Regions from separate parts of the Mus musculus genome. Here region 2 is linked to region 1. Evidence: chromatin contacts called from public Hi-C data. All regions are on one chromosome and are shown on one strand. Each heading gives the region's core, a stretch centred on a gene start, on an enhancer-like site or on the middle of the called end of the contact. The rest is flanking DNA. Distances are from core to core; before and after follow the strand shown.

Region 1 (7,593 bases), core at 3,623-6,122:
CAGAAGGCAAATCCAGAAAGGGTTTACAGGCATGCAAATGGAGGGAGAAGGTAGCGAGGAGGTTACAATGCAGAGAGCACAGCAGGCTAAGTGCCTTTGAATAGTCTCTTGCCTGTAATGGCTGTTGTGGCAGCCCATCCCTGGCAGCCAAGCCCCTTGGTCCCTGCGCACAAATCTCTGTTACTTTGAAATTGATACTTTAGGGGTTTGTCTTTCAAAGTAAATATCCTGAAAACTAGATTGTTGAGATATGGTAATGGCTGATGGTGTGTGTGTGTCTTAGTATGTATGAAATCTTGGGTTAGATTTCCCCAAATGCACCTACTGCAACAAACCATACCTTGTGGCCGTAATCCTAGGAGGTATATTCAGTTACTGGTAAGGGTGACCAAGATACCAATGCTCTGGGATGCTCTAGCCCCTTCTATAAAATTGCACAACATTTGCATCTGATCTACTTGCATCTCCTCACAGATAGATACATTTTATCATCCTTAGATTATTTATTTATACCTAATGCAATGTAAATGTGATGTGAGTATTTCTTACAATGCTTTGTTTCTGAGATAACAACAAGAAAAAAATCTGCCCGTGTTCAGTACAGGTGGAATTTCTTTGTTGGAGAGTATACATGTGTTTGAGCACACCTGTGTATCTGTGATGGCACGTATGCATGTGTGCATGGAGGTCAGAGGTCCATTTAATTTTTTAAGAGAATGTTTTTCATTGACTTGGAACTGGTAGTTTGGGAAATGGCCTGTGGGTTCCCAGGACCCAACTGTCTCTACCTCTGTAACCTTGGAATTACAAGCATGCAGCAAGCACCATGCCTGGCTTTATTATTATTATTATTATTATTATTATTATTATTATTACAAGCATGCAGCAAGCACCATGCCTGGCTTTATTATTATTATTATTATTATTGTTGTTGTTGTTGTTGTTGTTATTATTATTATTATTATTATTATTATTATTAATGTGTATTCTGGAGATTGAACTCAGGTCCAACTGATCTATCGCCTTAGCCCCTATGTTATTTTTCAAGACTTTTGATAATCTGTCTCTTGGTTGGTCATGGATACGAAGCCTCAGAAAAAGATAGCAAATTGCACCTTTTGGTGACAAAAATTCAACATGAAAAATAATGTTTATGTTCTCAATTTTATAGTTCTAAAATAAGAACTGCTCTCCAGTGATGGCGGTGTGAACAGTGGTTGCTGGTTTGGGGTAGTAAAATTGAAGGGAATTGAAGGGAATTGAAAATATGGGGCTCTTTTTCAGTATTTCTGTGGGTCATGCTGGTTCAGGGATCAGAACTCAGTGTTCTCTGTAAACTAGGGGTTGCCATTGATGGGAATAACCACGAAGTCAAAGAAAGACACATCCATCTTGTGAAGAAAAGGGGGAAAGTAAAGGCTCTGGATGAAGAACTTTACAGTAAGTAGAAAATGAAGGACTTTACAGTAAGTAGAAAATGAAGGACTTTACAGTAAGTAGAAAATAGTCTGTGTCAGAGTGATGCCTGGCGCATAGACCCTTGAAAATACATTATTGCCAACAGCATTCAAGACTGAAAAAGTGGTAATGCATCTATATTTGGATGATTATAAGGAGTGTTAGGGCCAAGTTGTAAGACTGTCTCATGAAATGTAGGAGGTTTTATTTTAAGCAGTTACACGTGGACATGAAAACCTATTTTAATAGTTACGTCTTTATTTTAATCATTCTGGCATACAACATTGCTTTTCTATTTATATTAGAGATGCAGCACTTTCTTTCCTAAGTCAACTTATTTTGATTAGGAAATAAGGGTGAGGTATGTGGCCCAAGCCTGGAATCCCAGCACTTGGGAGGCTGAGACAGGAATATTGCTACCAGTTTGAGGCCAGTTTGGTTTATGTAGTGAGTTCCAGGACCACATAGCAATAATCCGGCTCAAAAGGGGGAAAAGGGTTCAGTTACTGATAAACACTATGTAAAACTTAACATTGATAGTACCCAGATGCTGTGGATCCCTGGGCTGCCATGTGTGTGACTGACATTAAAGATGGGCCATTAGTGAAGATGGTGTCTATTAAAATGGAACCACCTTGCCATAGTGGTGGCCTGCCAATGCTTTCTTTTTCCCTCTTGAGACAGGGTTTCTCTGTGTAGCTCTGGCTGTCCTAGAACTTACTATAGACCAGGCTGGCCTTGAACTCAGAGACCCACCTGTCTCTGTTTTCCCAGAGCTGGAATTAAATACGTGTGTGTGCCACTTCCACCTGGCTACCAATGCTTGTTTTTAAAGGTACAGACAGTATCTGGGGAGATGTCTTTGTTTGCCACACAAGCCTGAGAGCCAGAGTTCAATTCCCAGCACCTCTGTAAATGTCAGGCAGGCGTGACATTAATTCCCGCTGTCAAAAGGCAGAGACAGAGGATCCGCCAAGCAAACGGACTAGCCAGACTGGTCACTGTAGATGAGCTCTGAGTTTAACACAAGACCATGCCTCATGAATAAGGCAGCCAATGAACAGGAAAAACACCCAGCATCAACCTTGAGCCTCCACACACATGCATACATATGAAACTGTGCATGTATACACCACATGGACACATGCATGTAAACACACATGCACACAAACATACATGCACAGCACACACCAACACAGCAACTGCTTTTCTTTCTGTTTAGAGCAAGATAGCATGGACTTGAAGGTGGAGTTTGAGACACACTTCGGCATTGCCCACACACGTTGGGCCACCCACGGGGTTCCCAATGCTGTCAACAGTCACCCGCAGCGTTCGGACAAAGACAATGGTAAGTAGAGCCTGTTAAGGATGTTTCTACCTCTCCCTGAATGACCTGTCAGAGATGATCCTGGCCAGAGTGCCTCCCATGCCTACCTACCTCAAGCTGAACTTTTTCCCTCTGCCCAGTCCTCCTGATACAATCTAAGCATCTCCCCGGTGGGCCACATGGCGAGGCCCATTCGGTCCAACACTTGATCCCCTGGGTACTGTTGACCTAGGTATGCACAGGAAATGATGGCATTTTACCATAAGGGCTACTGGCTCTTTGGAATTCATTCCAAGAGTGGAGGATAGCAGTGCATTAGTTCATTTTCCATCACTGTAACAAAATACTTGAAGCTGAGTAGTTTACAAAGAAAGGATTATTTAGGTCGTAGTTCTAGGGGCAGAAAGTTCATGATCAGGAAGTGCATCTGTAACAACTCAGGATCCCATGGAAACTCTTATTAGTGTCTTCCGGAAGCACGTCTCCAGTAACCTCCCAGTATACTTCATCTCCTAGAGGTCCTAGCACTTGTCAATCACCACTCTGAGAATCCAGCGTCATGAACTGTGCTTTTGAAGGCTACATTCAACCCATAGCAGACACTAGGAGACAAGCAAAATACTCTAGAAGGCTAGGACCATAAAGAGCACCCAGAGCACCTTTTCCATGCAGCAGAGTTCATCTTCCTCTCCCACAAAGAGTGGTTCTGGGAGGCAGAGCCTCGAGGATCCCTCAAGCTCACTGGCCAGCCAGGCCAGCCAAGTCAGTGAACTCTAGGTTCTGTGAGGGACCCTGGCTCAAAAAACTAAGGTAGAGGGGCCTGCCAGATGCATCAGCTTGCAAAAGTTCCCACTGTGAAATTCCGATGAGCCAAGTTGAAGCCCTGGAACATACATAAGGGTGGGAGGGAGAACCAACTCCAGATGGTTGTCCCCAATTTTCACACATGTGTCATGGCATGCACACATGCACCCCCAACACACACACACACACACACACACACACACACACACACACACACATCTATAAACTTCCAGTTTGTGACTCCCCTTTAAGAACTAAAGCTTAGTGCAGGAGAGATGAGTCGGCAGCTCAGAGCAAGAGCAGCAGCCACTCCTCCAGAGGACCCAGGTTCAATCCCCAGCACCTGCATAGCTGCTCAGAACTGGCTGATTCTAGTTCCAGGGCATCTGATGTTCTCTTTTGGCTTCCAGAGGCCCCAGGCATGCATGTGGTCCACAGATAGGCACGCAGGAAAAATACCCATACACACAAAATAAAATGATTTATTTAAAAAGGAGAAAGTACTAAAGACGGTTGGGAATGTCTGGAAATATTTGTGGATAATGAGACATAAATAATTGTGGAAGCTGGAAGCCTTTTTAATATCCAGTGGCAGAGTTCTATGCACGGTCAGGTGCTGGGTGCTCATCACTGACAGGTAAGACCAAGTCACGGGAAACATCAGTCTTAAGCCCTGCAAATGGAACCCGCTTACCACCCGTCTCAGGGAAGAGTTTCCAGTTTTCTTTTTCTTTTTTTTTTTTTAAAGATTTATTTATTTATTATATGTAAGTACACTGTAGCTGTCCTCAGATACTCCAGAAGAGGGCATCAGATTGCATTAAGGATGGTTGTGAGCTACCATGTGGTTGCTGGGATTTGAACTCTGGACCTTCGGAAGAAAGCAGTCAGGTGCTCTTACCCACTGAGCCATCTCACCAGCCCCGAGTTTCCAGCTTTCATTCCTGTAGTGTCTAGCCTGAACTTCCTTGCAGTTCATTTTGAACGCTCATTCCTCTTCTCCCGCAAACTCTCCTTGCAGAATTTGTTGTCATCCACAACGGGATCATCACTAATTACAAGGATCTAAGGAAGTTTCTGGTAAGGGGCTTTCCCTCGGGCAAACCCAGTCTGATTCAGCCCCGATCATCCCCCTGACACTTTCACCTAGCCTGTTTCCCCTCAGTGACAAGCACAGGAACTGAGTGAGACGCACACTGGGCCGTGTCACAGTCCCTAGTGTGAGCCTTAGCCTCAGCTCAGCCACTGTGCGCAGACCTTGTCCGGGAGATAGCAGGGCGTTAGTGTTTATCTTGAGGGCTGCTGTGGTTTTACAGAATCAAAATAACATGTGCTAGGTTTCACAGAGTAGCTTGTGCTATGTGACACACTGACTCTGACACCATGCGGACCGTGGGGTGGGGAGGCGGATGGTGAGTGTCTGCAATATGGTGTGACTTGGGATGTGAGTGAGTCAACATATTTTATCATCATTGCTGCTGTGTTGCAATGTCCAGATTAACAGTGAAGACAGACTCCTGAGGAGGGATGGTCTCTGGGAATAAGAGGGTGACTCAGAGGTGTTTGGCTGCTGGGTTCTGGCAGACATTTCTTGTCCCTTCCCAGTTTTGCTTATTTCCCTTCAAGTTATGCCTTAAGTCATATCTTAAGGGACTAGAGGGAGTTGGCCCCACCAGCATTGCACAATGACCAAAATCTGTCACCCTGCGTATAACCCCTTATTCCAGGAAAGCAAAGGCTACGAGTTTGAGTCAGAAACAGACACGGAGACCATCGCCAAGCTGATTAAATATGTATTTGACAACAGAGAGACTGAGGACATAACGTTTTCCACATTGGTCGAAAGAGTCATTCAGCAGTTGGTGAGTTATGGGTCCCATCTGTCTAAACACACCTTTATTTTTCATAAGCACTTGTACAAATTTGCACAAGGTCCTGAGGGTGGAAGATAGTTCGTCCATAGCATGTACTTATGATGTTACATTCCTGTGGAATCTGGAGAAAGCCCAGCTTGGGGTCTGAGTATTAAACAAAACGTTTACTTCATTTTAGCCCCACTGAGATGGTGGCTGGCCTTCTAATCTATGATTTTTTTTACAACGTGGGTTGTGCGCATGTGCGAACTTATCTGTTGCGGTTCATGGTTTCCTGTCTAAAGTTGAATCGTATGCATTGTTATGTGCTAAGCAGACGAATTTGACTGATATTGCAGACTTGGAATTGTAGTCTCTCTTTCTTGTCAGTAAAACAGTCAAGGGAAGAAATGTCCACAATTGATTACAGAATGGAAATGGTAAAGGAAGGAGAGGAAGGGAGGGAGGGAGGGAGGGAGGGAGGTGGATGTTCATTTATGAGTACACAGGAATAGATTTCTGAGTTATGCAAAGAGTGCATAGAGACAGCTGTGGGACAAGAGATGTTCTTAGTTCCCAAAGAAGACTGTGGTTTTAAGAGAGAGGGGACCAGAGCACAGGGAACTGTTGAAGGGAGTGGCCCAGCACAGTCAGCAAGAGAAACTAGTGGCACATGGAACAGTTAGATTCCAGAACAGCTACTCTCAAAGATGAATAGACACAGGGGTGTGGGGGTGGAGTCATCCAGGGGAACAGGCATGGGGGCTTAGAGGCTTGTCTGAGGAGGAAAACCGCTCTTAGAGGAGGCAGAGCAGGAGGCCTGTGTGAGATGGGAGGCAGCAAAGAGGCATCCATACATCTCAGAGCCCATCCCCAACGAACCATGGCACCCAAGGCCACGGATCCTGGAAATAGTGTTCAAGGCCCAGAATCTGGGACACACTGGATCAGAGACTGCTGTGGTTTTAGATATGCCAGCCTTCAGTGAACACTTTCAGAGTGAATCTACTGCCAAAACCCTTTGATCTATGCCATCCTCTTTTGGGGGGGTGTCCATAATTTAGAGGACAAATTTCTAAATCATAGCATCTTCTACAGTGTCATACCTTGGTATGGAATACCAAGTACCAATTCCAATCTGGTTCCAAGATCCTCACTAGATACATGAGTCAAGTTTCACATAAACTGTCATAGTATTTGTATGTAATGTGTGCCCATCCCCATGTGTGTTTTAATCATTTCTAGATTGTTTATCATACCTAGTACAATGGAACCATGTAGATAGTTGTTATGCTACATTGAATACTCCAGGGACCAGTGACAAGAACAAGTCTGTGCATGTTCACTGTCTTAGTTAGGGTTTTACTGCTGTGAACAGACACCATGACCAAGGCAACTCTTATAGGGACAACATTTAATTGGGGCTGGCTTACAGGTTCAGAGGTTCAGTCCATTGTCATCAAGGTGGGAACATGGCAGCATCCAGGCAGGCATGGTGCAGGAGGAGCTGAGAGTTCTACATCTTCATCTAAAAGCTGCTACCAGAATACTGGCTTCCAGGCAGCTAGGATGAGGGTCTTAAAGCCACAGGGACACACCTACTCCAACAAGACCACACCTACTCCAACAGGACCACACCCTCTAATAGTGCCACTCCCTGGGCTGAGCATATACAAACTTTCACACTCATTCTAAATGTTCCACTCTAGACTAGATGCACAGCCCAGACCAGTAACAATGGGACAAGTTTCCAGAACTTTTTTTTCCTTGTCTTTCTGATGCTGGAAAGCAAATCCGGAATCTCACACATGCTCTGCAAGCTCTCCCTCACTGAGCCACGCCCATATCGGCATCTATAGGTATGGAGGGTCAGTAGTACATAATGTACAGTATCCTGAATTTGTAAGGTATGGTAAACAGATGAGGTATTGCCACACAGTGTTTTCATCTTTAGTGTTTGTTTTGTGTTTGCTTCATTGCCATCCTAAGGATTGAACCCAGGGCCTGGCAGCACTCTGTGACTGAGCTACAACCCTTGCACTCTATAATTTTGAATTTTAGAAATCTCTTCCCCATAATGTTACCTTTAGATTTTTTGATTTTTTTTCTTACCCAAAGCAATATGGAACTCTTTTTGACAGAGAGTAGGAA
Region 2 (7,593 bases), core at 2,176-4,675, 50 kb after region 1:
TTTAGCTTTCTGTAAGCATGAACATTGGTCTGGCTGTACATTTTCTTATTTTCCTCTATAAATATAAACAAACCATAAATAATGTCCAGAATAAAATGTCTTTGAGGCTGTTGATGTGAATGTCTGTGAGATAGGAGACTTGAGTTCTGAGCCCAGTACAGATCTTTGACCCAAGTTCTTTGTGACCTTGGGCAGCCCACTGTGTCTTAATGAGTGTTTACATTTTCACCTCTAAAATAATGGCTTGAAACTTTTGATTCAAGGTGATAAATCAAAGAGCTAAACAAAAGAGAATTACAATCACCAGTGAATGAAAAAGTTCTAATAAATTTCTGCAACATTAAAATAAGTTGGGGTCTTGGTCCAGATAACACTGCAGAGGAAGAGAGTGAGCAGAGGGGTTGTGTGAAACAGGAAAGGGCCTTGAACCACAGAGCTCTGGGGCATGGGAAATGTAGATATCACAATATAGAAAATGAGGATGAGATGGGGGAGGAGGCTAAAGCCAGGAACATTAAAACATCTGTGAAACAGTCCAGTTCCCACCATGTCCACTGTCCTCCATGCTCAGCGTTTGTCCTTACAGGGCTAATAAGATACTGAAGAATCAATATTACACCAAGCAAACCTAGCATAGGAAACCCATCATTGAGGCTTCCCTGTTTCTTGGTCATTTAGATTCTGAGAGAGACTGCTTGAACTGTCCTGTGGCTCGAGAATAGGAATTAGGTCCTGGGGCTCTCTGATAGGGCCTGGGTAACCTCTGCTTTGTTTTGGTGCCACTGAAAGGCCATACCCTAAAAGTAATGGGGTTAACTTGAGTGAGGCACGGCCCCCATCCAGTTATCATTCACTCCTTGAACTTATACAGTGGCGAGTCTAAACTGTTCATGCCCCATGTGCCCAGTAGAAGCAAATATAAATTCTGAAGAAGGATAGCATTGCCCTGGATTTCAGATTACTTCTAGAGCAGCTTTATAAATGCAAGGTCCAACACAATAAAAAAAATGGCTAGGTGCACAGGGAGATAAGACAAAAGGATCAGATCAACAGAAGATTCCAGCATCATTAGATCCAAAATTTTAAATAGCTGTGGTGATATGTTCAAGATGGTAAAAGACCAGATGAAAGCTTTGGTGGAATAACAAGAACTTTAAAAAAGAGAACTAAGTGGAAATTAGATGTGAAAGTGAAAGCTATGGTAATTGAATTACAAACCTAAAAAACATGTTTGCAAATATTAGTTGTAACTGAAGAGAGAGTTAGCAATGTGGAAAATACATCAGCAGAAAATAAAATACTCCTAATGAAGCCGCAGAGACCAAAGAGTAGGAATACAGAAGAGACGATGTGTTAATGTTTTATTCCATAATACATTACCATAAAATTAGTGGTCTAAAATTGCTCACATTGATTACCTGATGGTCATTCTTCATCAGAGAATGCAAATTAAAACAATGTTCTTATGGACATGGTGAAATACATTCAGCCCAAAGGGTAAAAAGTAAGTTCATGATGCAAATGTTGGTGAAAACGTTCACACACAACTCTTAGGCATGGATTCTGGGCACACTGCTGATAGACACAGACACTGATGGAACTACGTCAGAAGAGAGTCTGGTCTTATCTGCTAAAGTAGAATCGGTGCGCTCCCGCTTAGCTCTCTGCATGCATGAGAGGCATGCTGAAAGGACTGCAGCCATGCACATGCATGTCGATGGCAGTGATTCTTGTCATTACTTGAAAAGTGAAAATAACTGAGTTAGTGAGAGCAGCAAGTGACAGTCTCACAAAGGAATGTTATAGCAATGACAGTGAATTCTAGTACTCAGATTCGTGGGTGAGTTATAAATGCAGTGTTGAGTGATAGGTCATAGGCAAAAATAAGAGATAGAGTTATGTGTAACATGTTGAGTTTGTGAGAGCAAGAAAGTGACTGTCTTAAAGCCAAAAGTTAGGCCAATGTTAGTGGTGCACACCTTTAATCCAAGCACTTGGGAAGCAGAAACAAGAGAATCTCTGTGAGTTTGAGGCCAGCCTGGTCTACACAGTGAGTTCCAAGACAGCAAGGACTATGTAGAAAGATCCTGTCTCAAAACAAACAAAAAACAAAAACAAAAAAAACAGAAGCAGAAGTTATTTTCTTTCTTGAATGACAAATGGACAATGATAACAATTGGGAGGGATTGTTAAGGGGACATTTGGAGGCTCCAATAGAGCATGGCTCTTTGTGATATATCATTGAGCAGAGAAACAAAAAAACAAAAGAGTGACTCTCAGATATAAGCCTCCCTCCCCACTAAACAGCACTGAAGCTGGGAGCAGTAGAGCAATGGCCTTAGTGTGTTCTGTGAGGAAATTGATTTTCAGCTTAAAAGACAGACTATCAAAGCCGAAGGCAGAGTAAAATCATTTTGTTGTCTGGGGACATTCCTTAAGGAGTACTCCAACAATGAGACAACACAAGAGCTTGTAATACAAGAGGCCAGATGGAGGATAAGTTCTGTGAAGCAGGCTTTGAGATGTCTTCAGAAAAGGGCTGGGTCAATTCTAAGTGTAGAAGTCTGAGTGGGAGAACACGGTACTGGTGGTGGGCTTTGGAAAATGGCTCTAAGGAAAAAGATGTTTATTAGAACCTTGTGGAAGGAAGTATAGAAAGAGGTGTGGTCTGCTTAGAAACAAAGGCATGGAGTGTTCAAACACTTGATAAACTGGGAGGACGGAGAACCCATTGCCTCCATATAGCAGACATTCTAATTTTGTGTGTATGATTGGCAGCAAGGATTGTGTGATCTTTGGGAAGTGAAGTATAATTTCAGCTCTGCAACTAGTAGTATTTACGTGAGCACATGTACTTTCCGGATGGTTGTCAGTGTTTATAGACAGCTGGGGGAAACAGCACAGAGGCCTAGCTGTCAGTTTAAAATGAAGATGCTAGCAAGCATGACTGTTTAAGACAAAGGTTTGGAGGAAGAGGAGGATAAAGAGATAAAGAGAGCAGGGGAAAGCGTACTAGTCACCTTATGTTATTGGGGAAGAGCAAGGTAAAGTGCATTACAGGAAACCCTGACGTACCATCAAATAAGGCTGTGAGGGTGGGGAGGAGCCAAGTAGGTGGCTAAACCCTCAGTTTCATACTAGGCAGTGTCTGTCCCTTTGAGTTACGAGTTGTTCTGGAGCTGGGACAGGCAGGAGTAGAGGAGCTTGTCTCCATGCGTTTAGAACTAGTTCATTTGAGTAATTTTGTACATCAAAAAATGTTTTATTGATATAGGTATATGTGTTTATTTTATTGCCTTAGTTAGGTTTCTATTGCTGTGATAAGACACCAGAATCTAAAACATGAGGAGAGGAAGAAAGGGGTGCCAGGGCAGGAACCTGGAGGCAGGAACTGAAGCAGAGGCCATGAGGAGGGCTGCGTACTGACTTGCTCCTCCTGGCTTGTTCAGACTGTTTTCGTATACCATCTAGAACCACATACCCAGTGGTAGTACCACCCACGTGAGCTGGGCTTTCCACATAGTCGCTAATCAAGAAAAGGCTCTGCAGTCTAGTGAGGGCATTCACTCAATTCCTTCTAGCAAAATGACTCCAGCTTATCAAGTTGGTAAAAAACTAGCCAGTACATACATACATACATACACACACACACAAAAGAGAAACATAAATATACATACATAAATACACACAGAGAGAACAGAGAGAAACACATGCATATACATACACACATACATAGAGTGCTTCAAATACATATATATTATAAAGTAGCTAAATTCAGCTAATTTACATATACAGTTTTCTTACATGTTTTCTGCAGTGAGAACATGTAACATCTACTTTTTTAAGCAATTTTAAAGAACACAGTATAAGCTGAGTAAGGCAGTTATACACCTTTAATCTCAATACTCCAGAGTCAGGGGGCAAGCAGATAACTGTGAATCCAAGGCCAACCTGATTTACATAGCAAGTTTCAGGAGTACATAGAGAACCTTGACTCAAAGAAGAAAAAGAAAATAAAGAAAAGAAAAAAATTACACAGTGTAGTAGTAGTGTTATTAACTGAAGACACCGTGCTGTTCTGTGTAGCCCTTGAACTCAGTCATTATTCTTGTTTGTCTAAAAATTCAGACAGAATCTTTTGAGATCAGAAAGGTGAATCCAAGAAACACACATACAAGTGTACACATGCACACAGGTTTATTAATGATTTATTTTACAATAGATCTTTATACCATATATTCATATGAGTAGTGAACTTACCTTTGAGCATGTGGGCTCACCTATGACTTGTATATATACATATCCATATAAATGTAATAAATGCAGTGGTTTTCCTTAGACAGTTCCACAATGGCCAGTCTTTAAGTTAAAAACAGGTCTAATTACATTAGAGTTATTGAGCAGAAAGAATTAACAGAAAGGGATAAAGATAAACAATATTACAAATAGAATAAACTCCCAGAAGCGGTGTTTAAGGAGACGCCTGGGCTCCCAGGTTGTACGTAGCAGTCCTGAGCCCTTGTTGAGCCATCAGAAGACCTCTGCATGACGACGCAGTATTGTTAGCTGGAAACCCTAAGACATGTCATCATGCCTCTCGCTCTCCATAGCTAGTCTCTGCAGAAAAATTAACACTGACTTCCATGAAGGGATGTGAGCGCTGGAAACTGGAGCTTCAGATCTTACTCACACTACACAAGGACGCATCACTTCCTGCACGATTTTATATATAGCGAGTGCTTACATTGGGAGTTTGTATCTTGGTAGTTTACCGTGAGCTGAGACTTTGGCTTCTGTTTCCTTTCAGAGTCTTTGGCCTGGGAAAGCATAATCAGTCAAAACAGATTTATTAAATTCCTTCCATGAGCTCAACTATGGCATTTCCAGAATATACTGACATTTTAATCAGTGATAACAAGGAAGTTTTAAATTTCTTGTTGTGTTAAATGGAAAATTTCGTGCCTTGACCTGAGTTTTGTGCTTTGGATTAAATTACCTGGTTCTGAACCTGCTAATCTTAGCTAACTGAAAATTATAAGTAGGAAGAATTGCTGAATCCCTCTCCAGCTGCAGCCAAAAAGCATGGTGCCTCTGGGGAGGGACTAGCCCGTCCAGCCCGGCCACTTCACTTTCTGGATGTACATAAAGCTTGATTGGGGAAGAGCAGAAACATTTCTCCTTGCCTTGTTATTCTCTTTGAAAGACAGTACATCAAATGTATTTCTCCATTGCTATTTTCAAAAGCCATTTTAATAGGCTGTTTATTATATTTCCTAATTATAGTGCTGCTTTTGATACAGTTCTTGGGATAAATGTGGCTGTCAAGAAGTTAAGTCGTCCTTTTCAGAACCAAACGCACGCAAAGAGAGCCTACCGTGAACTCGTCCTCTTAAAGTGTGTCAATCATAAAAACGTAAGTCATGGCGCTCCTTTGTGTGCTTTGATGTTAGTGGTGTGACCAGACCGAAGATTGGCTGATGAGGAGAGAAACTATAAAATAGATTACATTTTTTTCAAAAATTAAAAAATATTCTTTATTACATCTAGTTATTGGGGGGGGGGATGCCACTGCTCACTGTGGAGGTGAGAGGACAAGCTGCCAGGTGAGCCTAATCTTGATACCAACCCTACCCCATCCTAACAGCTAACCCTAACCCTGAGAATAAATAACCTGCCAGAATCAGTCCCTAACCTTGACCCTGACCCTTACCTAACCCCTAACCTTAGCCCTATCACCTAACCCTGACCCTGACCACAATTGGTTCTCTTTAGGAGAGAGGTTCTATGTGGGACTCTGGGATCTCACTCAGGTCAGTTATCAGTTTGTGACAGTGCCTTTACCCCCTTCCCTCTTCTCAGCCCCTGAAAGAGATCAGTCTATGACATCTGTCTCCAGTTTTAGATGAGTGGAGACTACTTAAGATTGTACTAAACAGTTTATGTTCCCCTTTGTCTCAATACTTGTGCTAGACCTCTCTATATGGTGACATTGAGTATGCCACTAAGATCAGTTTATTCTTTTGTCACATTGTATTCTTTTAATTTGGGGGGAAGCTGGGGATTGAATCCAAGCTCTTATGTACACAAGGCAAGTACTCTGCCTCTGAGCCATATCCTCACCTCCACTCAGTTTGGTTTTTGAATTGGTTTTAGTTGGTTCAATGTTTGTTTTATTTTACTCTTCAATTTTGTCACTTTACAAAGATATGTTTATTATTTTTAAAAATTCAGGTAGTATAAGTTAGAAAGCAAAAATCCCTGGGCCTTCAACCACCAGTCACAAGTGTGAGCATTTCAGTAAGCATCCTTGCTTATGTATATTTACATATGTATAAATGAGACCAAGTATGCTACTATTCCTCTTTTTATACCAAGAAGAATGTTGATAAATTTCATACACTTTAATAGACACAACTGTAATATATTTTTAAGTGGCTGTATATACAGATATATAATAATTTAGTTAACAAATTGTGCTGGGTTGTGTTGTTGTTGTTGTTGTTGTTTTTTGTCAACTTGACACAAGCTAGTGTCACCTGGGGAAGGGAACCTCAATTGTGAGAATGCCTTCATCATACTGGCTTATAGGCAAGTCTGTGATTGATGTGGGAGGGCCCAGTGCTCCTAGACTGTGTTTAAAAAACAAGGTGAGCAAGCCGTAAGCTATGTTCCTCCATGGCCTCACCTTCAGTTCCTGCCTCTAGGTTCCTTGCTTGAGTTTCTGCCCTGACTTTCCTTTCTGATAGATTATAAACTATAAGCAAATAAGCCCTGTCTTCCCCAGGTTTGGCTACAGTGTTTTATAACAGCCATGGAAAGCAAACTAAGATACACATAATTTTGTTGGGTAGATTATTTCCAGTTTTGCTTTTTCTGTTAGAAGCCATGGTGTAATGAATGCCCTCTTCATACAACTTGGTCTACATATCCAGGCAGGTTATTGCTAGCCAAACAATCAGCCTAGCCCCGGTTTTCATACACGCTGACAAGCTGACGTCAGGGCGCACTGTCAGCTATGCTTGATGGGAGGCTTCTGAGGGCACATCTTCCTTCACATTCACCAGCACTGGCTGATACTGGTTTTGCTTTTCTTTCTGCCAGTCTGCTACATGACAAATAATCTTATCTTAATCTGTGAGGTTGAATTTCTTTTCATATGTTTATGGGATGTGTGTGCATGTATGTGTGTACAAATCTGTACATGTGTGAGCATGCCTGTATGTATGTGCAGGTCTGGGTGCACATGTGAAAGCTGGAGGTTGATGTCAGGCGTCTTTATGAATTACTCCCCACCTTATATACTGAGGCAAGATGTCTCAGTTGAACCTAGAGCTTGCTAATTTGGCTAGTCTAGCTATCCAGCTTGCCCTAGTGATCCCGTCTCCATCTTCTGAGCCCCGAAAATACAAGTGGGACACCATTCCCATTGACATTTGTGTGGGAGCTAGGAGTCTGAACTCAAGTCTTCACTGAGCCATATCTCGAGCCCCAACTGTTTATTCATTGAAAATTTGCTTTTCATGGTTGCGGCTCTACTTTTATCTTACACTGTTTGGTATCTTTTTAAAATCACTTGTAGGTGATTTTACATAT

What was found. Hi-C and Micro-C count contacts between places; a contact is called where the count stands out from the background.
Region 2: a Hi-C map of DN3 thymocytes shows a contact between it and region 1, with 1.8 times the contacts expected there. The contact joins two enhancer-like sites. A contact is called at or near these places in 3 of 15 datasets of contacts at CTCF or cohesin (CD8 T cells, the G1E-ER4 cell line and the NIH/3T3 cell line), 76 of 484 Hi-C or Micro-C datasets (B cells, the Ba/F3 cell line, CD4 T cells and 49 more), 5 of 115 datasets of contacts at active chromatin or transcription factors (astrocytes, bone marrow-derived dendritic cells, embryonic stem cells and 1 more) and 1 of 9 other capture datasets (liver).

The regions. Positions count from the first base shown.
Region 1 is chr11:49,806,354-49,813,946 of GRCm38.p6, forward strand. It overlaps Gfpt2 (glutamine fructose-6-phosphate transaminase 2), which reads left to right. Exons shown (of 19, transcript NM_013529.3): 3 at 1,342-1,440; 4 at 2,681-2,806; 5 at 4,611-4,669; 6 at 5,317-5,451. The region is part of intron 3 of Gm36507 (a long non-coding RNA gene); the gene reads right to left. Among named protein-coding and RNA genes, the nearest start is that of Gfpt2, 16 kb to the left of the region's middle. Within about 2 kb of position 4,873, at least 80 of the 459 cell types and tissues checked have an H3K27ac peak or open chromatin away from gene starts, as enhancers often do. A contact at or near this core is called in Th1 cells and regulatory T cells, where this site is marked.
Region 2 is chr11:49,858,261-49,865,853 of GRCm38.p6, forward strand. It overlaps Mapk9 (mitogen-activated protein kinase 9), which reads left to right. Exons shown (of 12, transcript NM_207692.2): 3 at 5,284-5,413. Among named protein-coding and RNA genes, the nearest start is that of Mapk9, 15 kb to the left of the region's middle. Within about 2 kb of position 3,426, at least 5 of the 459 cell types and tissues checked have an H3K27ac peak or open chromatin away from gene starts, as enhancers often do. A contact at or near this core is called in Th1 cells and regulatory T cells, where this site is marked.